Linked DNA regions of Oryzias latipes: region 2 is linked to region 1. The links are chromatin contacts, called in public Hi-C maps. All regions are on one chromosome and are shown on one strand. Each heading gives the region's core, a stretch centred on a gene start, on an enhancer-like site or on the middle of the called end of the contact. The rest is flanking DNA. Distances are from core to core; before and after follow the strand shown.

Region 1 (5,757 bases), core at 1,294-3,793:
ATCAAGTTGGCCATAACACTCTAGTGTTATTCAATCGAAGTGACTTATAATGAGGAGTTAGTGGGTTTAATTGTTCTAGTTTATAAAATCTAGGAATGCAAATTGACTAACAATGAATAAAACAATTACATATTTGTGCTACTTGTTTTAGCACCCTCTTCTTTCTTTGTACGTAATGTCTTACTGTGGTTGTGTTTATGGCTGCGCGTGCTTGTGTGTTTTTGTGTGTTTGAGTGCGTTTGCCTCAGTGTGAGTCTTTGGGTTGTGTCCCAGCCTGCATCGCTCCACAGTAAATCACAGCCACAGAGGTTTTTTTTTTTTACCATAGTCTCCAGTGAGCCTGGGAGAGTCATTAACACACATGAGCATTACAGAACTCTGATCAGTTACTAAATTTACTGTCAGTGTACATGCCTTCTTATGAGTTAAAAAGCAAGGGATTTTCCCTCTCTGTTGTAGTCTCACCACATTGCAGCAACCATCATTTCACATGCCTTTGACTGTAATTTCATTCTGTGCTTGACAAATTTCAACAGGATCATATCCATATACTATTATTAGTCTGGACCCTCTAGGGATTACTCAAGGGGTTACCCTCTGGTAAAGGTGGGAGGGCAATAGCCATGGCTTCAAGATGACATGGTTATTGGAACAGCTATTGCACCATAGGGATCTATCTTACAAGGAGCAGTGAGGAGACAGGGTGCAGATTATTTCACAGCGAGATTTTACATCTGATGCAGATGAGGTCAGATCATTTGTCACTGCACCCATCATACTTAACACACTTAACACCCGCTCTCAGTAGCCTTATGTCTCATCTTTATCCAGGCTGTCTGAACCATGTTCCATCGTTCTGTTTGCTCTCTCTACTGGCTGATCACACCAGCTCTAAGTGTTTAACTGATGCACACAGAGACAAATATTGTCTCACCCATAGATAGAAGACCAGTAAGAATAAAATGAAAAATAAAGTCTGCAATATTAAGTATAAACCGTTTGACATGATGTAAAAAATAATAATGTGTCAATAAGAAAGTCAACATTTTCACAAGTGGAAAAAATTAAAGACTAATGCCAAATTTTGAAGCAGTAATTTTTCCAGGAAGTTAAATCTAATGTCAGATTTTTTAAAGTTCAAAGTAAGAACCAAACAATCTCAAAACAACAAAATAACCTTACACTTGCCCCATGATTCTACTTAGTCTCCCCCCCCACACACACACAAGACTCGTCCAGAGTCCTAGGGGGTTGTGGGTTCTCTTCCCAGTACTGCACTTTTTCTGAACAAAGACAACAGATGTTCCTGGGATTAGCTGGAAGCACTCTTTCAGTTTGGCAGTTACAGCCCCAAGTGACCCAATTACCACAGGGACTACTCATGATATCACTTAGCCAATGCTTCCCAGCTCATCTCAGAGTCTTTGATATTTCTTTAGCTTTTCAACCCTCCTCAACTGTTTGTCCATTACCACCCTGACTGATAAGCTATCGTCACATTGTTATTTTATGTTTGAAATTCTCACAGGATTTTGACATTTTCATTTCTAACCACCTATGTGTATAGTTGTCACCTTGACTTTGGGTCCATGATTGTTTTGGCTACTGTTAAGAGTATATTCAATATTCATAAGCCACACTCAGTATAGTTATTTGAGCTGCAGCATTTCAAAAAATTGTTTATTATGGGCTGCGTCAATGGTCAACTTAACATCATATCTAGATTTTGAACATCTGAGCCAGTGTGTCTCTTGTTTTCATGCTCATCATCAGGGGCATCCATGAGTTCTTATGTGATGTACTCTGAATGAGATTAACCTGTTGTGCTTTATTTAAGTTAATCGCTATAACAACTCTATTCTAATAATTCTTATCACATTTCCACACTTTAAAATTGAATGTAAGTTTTTTCTTTGTAATAGATTGTTGTATTTATTACAGAATGATTAGAAGAGAACTGCACTGAGCTGTCCTGTTCATTTGAACAAGTTAAGTATGTGCCTGTGCACAAATACATATTTAAGCTTTAATGAACTGAAGCAATGTAATGAGGAAGTTGGGCCTATATACATAAAAAATTCTACATTTTCTTTTTGTTTGTGTCAGACAACCCTAATGAGCAAATGATGAGTTTTGGTTATGTAAATCTGGTCAGTTTGATTCAACCATTTATTTTGGTATTACATACTTCAGTAGCAACAGAAACTTTGCCAAAAGAAAAACAGCCAGCTGGAGAAAGTATTAAAGAACCATCTTGCTGAAAATGTGGCTGTCTATTATGTTCTGCTTTGAAATTATTAAATGTTGAAAGAATTCCCGTGAAAATATTTGGGTTTTCTGCTTGACCCGAACAGTCAGGTGTTGATGTGAAAGTTGATGGCCCTGTTTGGGGTTAAAATGGAACAGTGTGAGCTCCTGAAGGGTTAATCAGCACAGTGCTGCCGCAGCCCTAAAGCTGGGCACAAGGCCAGCTTCACTCATAAACATGGAGAGGTTCAAGTGTGTGTTTGTGTGTGTGTGTGTGTGTGAACGTGCTCCCTGCATTTATGTGCATGAGTGTTTCTGTGCCAGGGACAGCCCAGTGACTCAGAGTACAACCCAGCCCCCTTAGCAAAAGAAGAGCAAGGTTTTAAAGAGACATGAGCAACTTTTAAGGAGACACACAGTAATGCAGACTAAGTCACAAAAGGAGGCGCTGCAGAGTTTTCCTCTTCACCTCAAAGTTTAGACTGATGATCACATCGTTTTCGTATTCTGTGAAAAGACATCACTCGAAAATGAGAAGCCCTACTGGGAAATAAAGTGAGCATTTAAAAAAAACACTCATGAGACTTACTTGAAAATGCTCCTCACATATTTAGTGCTCCAAACCACTAAGCAAAAGGGAATATTAGGAAACAAATGGGAGCAGACTGATATTAAGTCTTCTTATCGGACACGTGTAAAGGAAGGTATAACAAAATATTGTACAGAGTAATTGAATAAAGTGTTTTAGTATTTAACTATCACATCAGATACACACATGCAGGAAATTGCAGAGGCTGTCAATTCAATTTCCCTTTTGTCCATTTTTCCATAAACCAGTATCCTTCCCTCTGGTGTGCTTTTCCTTCAACCATACAACACCCACACGCACATACCTACACACAAACACACACCTCAATGGGCTTTGGGCCAGCTGAGTCACGTCTAAATGGCAATGAGTGTGATTGCAGCTCACACTTACATAACCTCTGTCTCCACACCACTGTCATTAGAGCAACTCGGCAGAGAAAACAATTGATATCGGTACTTCAAAATGGGTTGCATGCATGCTTGTAAGCATGCAGATGTCATTTCTGCTCAGGGTGTTTTCGTTTGTGTTTCTTAGAATGTGAGGCAGATGTGGAAAAGGAGGAATTTGGAGTTTTGTTTGTGTATCAAAAAAGTGTCCTTGAGCAAGACTCTGAACCCTATAATTGGTCATGATGGTTCGAATACACATCTTACTTAAATTAGGCACAAATGAAAATAGGGTGTGTAAATGAAGACTTACTATTTTTTTTCTTAGCGAGTAAGAATAGAGTTAGGTTTCTCCGCTCCTCTTTGGATCGGGGGAGTCAACATTCTTAGTTAATAGTGTGTGTATGTGTGAGCGTATGAGCGTGTGCATGTGTGTGTGAAGAGGGAGGGTGAAAGCCTACATTTTGGCAGGCATTAGTTTATACAGATGGAGCAGCTCTTGTTGGATAAACCACAGAAAATTCCTCTGACTGTCCAAGTTAGCACTTCTTGGGGAGGGAACCATGCGTCCTCCTCTCCGTCCACGGCATCCGTCCACACCTACCACCACCACCACCACCATCCCTGTCCCAAGTAAACTCCTCCAGTACTAACTGGCCATCCCAGGATGGAAGCATAGTAGCATGTTCAAATGTAAATGGAACTTATTGCTTTTCCCAAGCTGTTCCTGTGAGACAGCTGGCAGACAAAAGCAATCAAATGACAAGTAATACAAGAGAGAAGCATGTTTCTCTTCATTTCTCTTTTCTCCTCTTTTGCCTGGTAAGTATTTCTAAGGACAAGTCTTTCTAAGGGCTGGAAAAGCGATCATGTAAAGACTTGATTCTTTGTACAGAATCACCAGAATCAGAAAGTTTTCAAAGAGTGTCGCTGATTTTCTAATTATGATTCAAAACCTTTCTACAGGGCCAACATGATTTTTTAAAGACCCACTGCAATGAAAATCATGTTTTTAAAACGTTCTTGTGACATTTTTCTCATGGAGGACATTTATAAAAATTATTAAGCATAAACTTGCATTTCTGTGTATTTCTTTATTCAAATCATTGTGAAAAAAGGAGCAGATGAAAAAAATGCAGTTTGAAAAACTTGTAGCAGTGATGTAGGTGCTACAGTAGGTGCCACAAGCTCCCTGCTCCACCTCATTCCGATGCATCTACTTGCATTCAAAAAGATCCATGTTGTTTTTCTCGTCTAAGCTGATATCTGCATAAATACAATAAATAAAAGCACGGTTGAGGTAGAAAAATCCTTTAGACAACAATGAGTCAGAGAGAGTTAAAAATGTTTTGCTTTGCATTGTGAAACTTCAGTATTCTGTCCAGTGGACTTACATAGTTGTCAGACAATCTGGTGCTAAACAAATGTTTTGGGTGGGGTGGGGGGTTTCCACTACACACAAAACACACACGTACAAGCCAACATTATTTCAAGGCAATTCTGCTCTCATGCTTATCACAAGTGACCTAATTCCACATCAGCCGTGTTTTCACTGAGTCCCAGCACGTGTTTACCAGTGGCAGACTGCCTCCCCATTAAAACTACCATTCCCTGGGGGCCACAACACACATCATTAAGACACAGGATATGGATTCTGACCACAGCGTCCTACCTGTGCCTGTAGCCACATGGTTCCTACCTGTAAAACCATTGTGTGTGCACTCAATTTGTTGGCTGTATGTATGTGATTCTTCACTTCTTTTATTCTTTTTTTTCTTTCTTTTTTTTCTGGAAGTATTCTCTTGACAAAAAGAGGTGACTGAATAGTTGTTGTAGGAACAAGCTAAGATTGAAAGAGCAAAAGTGGGGATCCAGGAATGCAAAAGCACCTTGTCCATAAAACAATAATCAATAACTGTCATCGTTACAGCTACAGTGCCACGTCCTACCTAAATGTAATCCCCTTCTCCAAACCATGCTTTATTTTTGAATGCAATTAAACACAAAAACCCAAACAGATCGTTCAAAAGGGTAAAAGTTGAACTCATCCCATTTGAAGACCAAAGCAATTTAAGCACTTGCTAAAATATGACTTGAGGGAAGCATCTACAAATTGTACCACTTGTCCTGTAAGACATTAAAGGAACGTAATGCACTCATAATGCATGCAGTTAAAGAAATCTCCCACCCAGTCTTGATGCTTTTTCTGGCTCCTCTACTCCCAACCATTCTGCCCTGAGGCCAAAGCTTCCCAGCTTCCCAGAATGGAGTCATTAGCTGGGTGCTAATGGTTTCAGACTTTCTAATTGAATGGGAACCCATTGATCTGTAGGTAGAGAGAAATGGTTCTTTTCATTGCCTCAGTATGTTTCTGCACAGCATTTGTCTCCATTCACAATTAAAGGCTATACATGTTGGAGATGAACGATTAAAAGTAGGAGCTCACTCGCACAGAAGAGAGGCAGTGTCTGCTTTTAAACACACTTATGAACAGACACAAGAACTGCAGAATCTGGGAAGTGGCTGGTCATTACA
Region 2 (5,757 bases), core at 995-3,494, 55 kb after region 1:
GGGTCAGAGACAAAACTTTGCATAAAGTGGAGTCCCGCTTTCCCCCCCTCTCCCCCCATTGCGGGCCCACTTGTCGAATGTGAGTCTCATATGGGTTGCAAACTGCAGAACCAGGCCTGCTTGTTCCATAACAATGTCGTGATTTTAGAGAAATAAAGAAAACATTTTTTTAAAAAATTTAAAAAAAAGAAGAAGAGGAAAGTTACAAGACAACCGCCATGGGAGCCATCCCACACTACTTACAGGTTATTTAAAAGCTGTAGCCTGAAAGAAGAAAAAAAGTTCATCAGCCATCCTCTGGAGAAGAAAACAGTCTCTTCACTAGAAGCAACTAATCTAAAAAGTTGCTGCAACTTATCAGACACTCTATTGTATCTTGGTTGTGAATGAGGGGATGAGTATATGAGAATATCTGATGGATTATTTTTTTCTTCTAATATAGCTTTTGTTAATATAATCAAACCGTATGGGAGCCTGGACTATTATCAGCTGTTCGTCAGCAAACTGAGTCCGAGGAGAATGGTGGGGTGGAGGGGGAGAGTTTGTTGTGATGGCTTTTACAAGAGAGCAACAACTCACATGAAGAACTCGGGTGATGACGGGTTATCACTGGTGGAACCAGCCTCGCGGAACCCGTTGGTGGCCCCTGACCCCGTCAGTTTCTCGCACTTAAGCTTGTAGGCGTCCCTCTCCCTAGCCAGCCGGCTGATCTCCGCCTTCAGCTGCTCCACCTGGTTCATCAGCTGCGTCTTCTCGTTCTCCAGCACGTGCTTCTGCTGCACGCGCTTGAACCTGCAGGACTGGGCATAGCCCCGGTTCTTGAGGGTCCTCCTCTTCTGCTTCAGGCGGATGACCTCGTCCTTGGTGAAGCCCCGTAGGTGTCTGTTAAGCTCTCTCACAGACATGGACACCAGCTGCTCGTCGGAGAAGCGGTCCTCTACGCTGAGTCCGCTCCCGGAGGAGTGGTGCGCCGCGGACTGGCTTAGGTGGCCGTGCGGATGGTGGTGATGGTGGTGACGGTGATGATGGAGCGTCTGATGGGCCTCTGGGGAAACCGGGGAGGGACTTTCGGGGTCTTGGCTATGGTGGTGATGGTGTTGCCCGTGGGGGTGGTTGTGTCCACCTGGGTGCCCGCTCAGTTCCTCGGTGTGGTGCTGCATGCTCCCGGCATACGGATGGTGATGCTGCTGGCTGTGGGGGTGATGGCTGTGGTGGTGGTGGTGCGGGCCCCTGTAGCCCTCAAAAGCCCCCTGCTGCTGCAGCTGCTGTTGGACGTGTGGGGGTGGAGGGTGTCCGTGGGCCGTGGCACCAATCAGGGCCTCCACTGCGTCCTCGGGGGTCAGGTTCAGCGTCTGTGGGTCTATCTGCTGGTGGTACCCGCTGTTGGGCATCCAGTACAGTTCCTCTAAGTGGTGCTTCTGCTCTGTAGGACTGAAGCTGGGCGAGGATGGTACTGAGCTGCAGGGCGTGCTGATGGGAGTAGAGGACACGGAGCCTTGGGGCTGCAGACGGTTACACTGACGCACCCCGTTGCGATCCAACCCGGCCAGGCCTTCCTTCTTCACGTCGAACTTCATCAAGTCGAAATCATTGACATATTCCAGAGCCAGAGGGCTGCTGGGTAGCTCCGAGCCCATGCTCAGCTCTGCACTCATGTTGTTGTCGCGACCCTTTTGCAGATAATTTGCGAGCGTCACAAAAACTGACTTATTAATCAGCGTCTCTTCTTTTCTTTCTGGTTTCATGCAATAGTTCTTTTGGCTCCTCCACCGCTCTGCGCTGACTTGTTGTAGCATGAAACACGGTGAAATTGGTTGAGGGAAAAAAGTGAACGGGAGGGGAAAAAAAGTTGCAGAGGAAAACTTTCAGACTGACGCTCTGCGCACGATCTGCGTCATGGAGCCCACTTCTGCCCGGGCTGGAGGTAGAAAGTAGCGCGCTTCAGTGCAAAAAGTAAAACCGCAGTCCTTTCAGCAAAAGTGAAGTCAAAAGCAAAAAAAAAAAAAAAAAAAACACAAATAATGGTAGACGAAAAGACGGGGCACCAGTCCACGCAACAACTTCCTTTACCGTATAGTCTCTTTTTTTCTCCAGGAAAAATAAGAAGAGAAAACAAGCAGGGTTACATATGGCGTCTGATTTTCTCTGAGAAGCAGCTTTTCCAGCTCTGCACTGCAGAGATTTAAAGGCTCGCCTCTCCCAGCTCTCTCCTCTCTCTGGTATCCAGCAGACTGCGCTCGGAGCCAGTCTGCTCTTTATGCTTAATGCGCACAGTGACGTCGCGCCGAAAGGCTGTATCGGTGGCGCTCGGCGCTCCAATGGGAGCAGGACTCTGCTTAAGCAGAGGAGGAGGAGAAACAGGAGAGGAGGGCGCACAAGTCCGCTTTGACAGCTTCAGACGGTCAGCTGACCAAGATCTCTAAAAGCAGAAGGTGGGAGAGGCGGATGAGAAAAATGCCTTCACTTTACAGACGAAGCGCGCAGCTTCTTCTCTTCACTCCTGACACTTTCTGATCTTAGTGAGATTGATGTGTACCAGTTAGGAGCGTCGATGCTGCAGGTTCAGCCAAATGCCCGAGAAAAGCACTGAATTATATATAAAAAGTCCATTACATTTACCTCAATGTTCAGGAGGTCTAAAGAATTTGTAACTTTGTACCTCTTTAAAACTTTTAAGGTGTTTTTAATGACTTTTTGAATTCATTTAAAATGTATACATCTCTTAAATCAAGCATTTACATCCATCTTTCACTGAATTTGTGTTTTTCTATCAAACTAAACGACACGATCTGTGACTCACTTTGGGGATAATAAAAACCCTGATCTTCTACAAATGAGTATTATCAACGTTTATCCTCATGTTGGGGCTTAAATCAAAGTTTTCTGAGGTTTTGAAAGTAATATTGAAGACACTCTTTCTTTCTGGAGGAGCATGAACAGCGCTGCGGAAACATGTCTGCCGTTATGAAAGAAAAAATGACTTTTCAGGACTCTGCTACTTTCAGATTTCTTTTGGAGCATTTCTCCAACGCCGAGTTGCATCAAAGCTTTTTGAGCCTTGCTCCATCAAGAAACAGGCTCAAGGCTGCCCCTGCGTGGGCAACACACGCACCCGCGACGCACGGGAGAAGCTGCGGTGTTGAACACTTCTTTTCATCATGCGCACAGATTTTCATCTCGGCGCTAATTGCTTGTTTAAAATATCACATCACGTCGTTGTGCCAGATAACACAATTGATTGTAGCCGAAAACTGTGAAGCTGCTTCGTCTCATCCATGTCATGTTTAATTTCTTGTTTGGCCCAGGAAGGGTCAGAAGTGCCCAGACTGATCAGTGGGATTAATCATATTTTGTCTTTAGCGTTCAGAACTACTTTGGACTACAAACAGAAGCGGAGAAAGTCTTATTTTGAGCAAACCTCTGGTCGTTGAGTAAAGAAGAGAACAGAAAGGCGTCTGTGAGCGCGTGCGACGCATGACTTGGAGTCGGTCGGAGCGCACGGCTGGTACGATGAAGAACGAGCCGCACAGAGCAGTAATTAGATATTTGTTTAGTTTGTGGCTCTGTAGCAACAAGAAAGAATCCACTGTCAGGCACGATGCCCCGACATTTTTTATTTTGATTTTTTATCCTTTAAAGCTTTTTGTCCTTCTTAATAAAAAAAAACAAAACACATTGATAAGAACATGTATTGAACATATTTTGTATTTCAAAGAATTAGTAACCAATTAGTCATCCTCCAATGACATCTCAACTTTATTATATTCCGTTTTTTTGGTCTCCTAATTATAATACGCGCTGTCTTAGACACTGGAGTGATTTAGTGATTTTAACTTGAATTTCATTTTAAAATAATAACACCAATGTACCTTTTGCTAACTGCCAATCAATGCCTGTTTTCTTTTTTAAAATTAATTAATTTATTTTATCTGGACCACACGCCGTCTTTTTATCTAATTAACAAGCATCTGTTTTTCTCGCAAATAAAAACGTTCTGGCAAAAACTTTGTCCTTAACTCTTTCATCTGTAGGTGAGCTGAGTTTCCCTCCCTAACTTCAGAAGTGATGTGAGTAAGTCATGTCGTGCCGAGCCGACCTAAACCCCTCTCCCCGAGAGGCCGACCTATAGCAGCAGCCCCATTAGGTCGTAATGCTCTCTAATATAACCTGAGTCCACCGTCTAATAGATCCTGGCAGGCCTGCCGGCGGCTGTCCTCCCTCGGTAATCACGAGCTGTAATGGAGAGACGAGATGTAAAAAAGCGTGCATGTCAGCAGCATATCGGTGGTTAATGATCTATTAAGTGATCCCTGTGCTTATGGACAGCGAAAAAAAGTGTTGATGCTTGCTTATTCGCCCCTAATGAGAGTCCCATCCTTCGGATTTTAGGAATGAATAACAGAAATAAAATCACCTTTAAAATAGTACTTTTAACAGTTGACGCGTGGAGCCAGAGAAGCTGCAGAGCATCCCACAGCTCACATCGCGCACCTGCGGGCCGCTGCCGTCACACCAGAGGCCCGGGGTCCCTCTGACCCGCATGATTTCGCTCACATTCATGGATCTCTCTTCTGTTCGGGACCTATCCATGCATGTGAACCTTCGTGCGTGTTTATTTATTTTTTTCCAGGATATGAAATTGCGCTCCTTTCAGGAAATACTGACCATAAGGAATACTTTTTTCTGTTTTCTTTCTTTTTTTTTTTAAAGAAACAACCCAACGTCTTTCCTATCTGGAGTACGCTTTTATTTACCCTCTTGTGCGGTCGTTGGAACACTGAGATGCTGCAGAGGAATACGGAGGGAAGCCGCTCTGGAAGGCCTGTAACAGAAGCGAAAAGGAGGGAATGGACAGACGCTCCTTTCAGAAAGCGCTTTTGTTTGACGCGCAGGTAGAAAAGAGGCGCAGCGCAGATGAGCGCTCCAGGCTGTCAACACTGTAACTATTTTACATTATGACAGTGCTTTGAATTACAAACGCAGTTTTACTTAACGTTTTTTTTTCATGTAAATTTCTTTTATTGTAAGTCAATATTTTCAGACATTATTTAACCAAAGAGCTGAAGTCAGTCGAATTCCAAAAAATAATGCACGTTGATTTGCATAATTAATGATATTATTCATGATTAATAATTTATTAGAACTATATTACTACAATGTTATTGTATTTAATCACGAATTGGAAAATTCAAACACAAGCCTGCAAATATCTCTGTTTTAACTTGTGGAAATGTTGACATCAGTGTCGGGTTGATTAAGCATTCAGTGGTCCTGTTGCGTCTGGAGTCTAACATCCGCCTCTTACAACGTGAGACTTGCTGGCTTCCTTGTTTACTCCAGACGGATCGATTGTGTCTGTGGAAACATGTATTATTAAGACACGTTGTTTATGTAAACAGATAGAATTGAGCAGTCGCCGCCGGAGAAGGATCTCCATCAGGGATGATTGACTCTAGGGTCTTTCCTGTAAAACAAAAGGCAAGAAGAAACTGCAAATTCTGGGAATCTTATCGAAAATCCCATCATACATTTTGTCTGTGAGTCTCCACAGGCCTCCTCACATGGATTCTAGCCAACTGTTCACCTTGTAAAAGGATCTATGTGTTTGCGGAGGTAAGTGGGGCTTATTTCTTGTGACAGGGCGCCTCTGGTGGCGCATTCAGTCATTGCTAAAAGTTGGGATGTGCGTCTTTTAGACATCTTCCAAACTGCAGTTATTTATCTCTCTTTTTTTGTGCTTCTTTTCCTCTCTTTTTT

Evidence for each region. A called contact is a pair of places that touch in the nucleus more often than the background predicts.
Region 2: a contact with region 1 is called in a Hi-C map of fibroblasts, with 2.8 times the contacts expected there. The contact joins the promoter of mafb here to the enhancer-like site in region 1.

The regions. Positions count from the first base shown.
Region 1 is chr7:15,027,223-15,032,979 of ASM223467v1, forward strand. No RefSeq gene overlaps it. Among protein-coding and RNA genes, the nearest start is that of mafb, 54 kb to the right of the region's middle. Within about 2 kb of position 2,544, at least 6 of the 8 cell types and tissues checked have an H3K27ac peak or open chromatin away from gene starts, as enhancers often do.
Region 2 is chr7:15,082,216-15,087,972 of ASM223467v1, forward strand. It overlaps mafb (transcription factor MafB), which reads right to left and starts at 2,245. Exons shown (of 1, transcript XM_004070499.4): 1 at 1-2,245. The coding sequence starts at 1,796. The coding sequence ends at 576.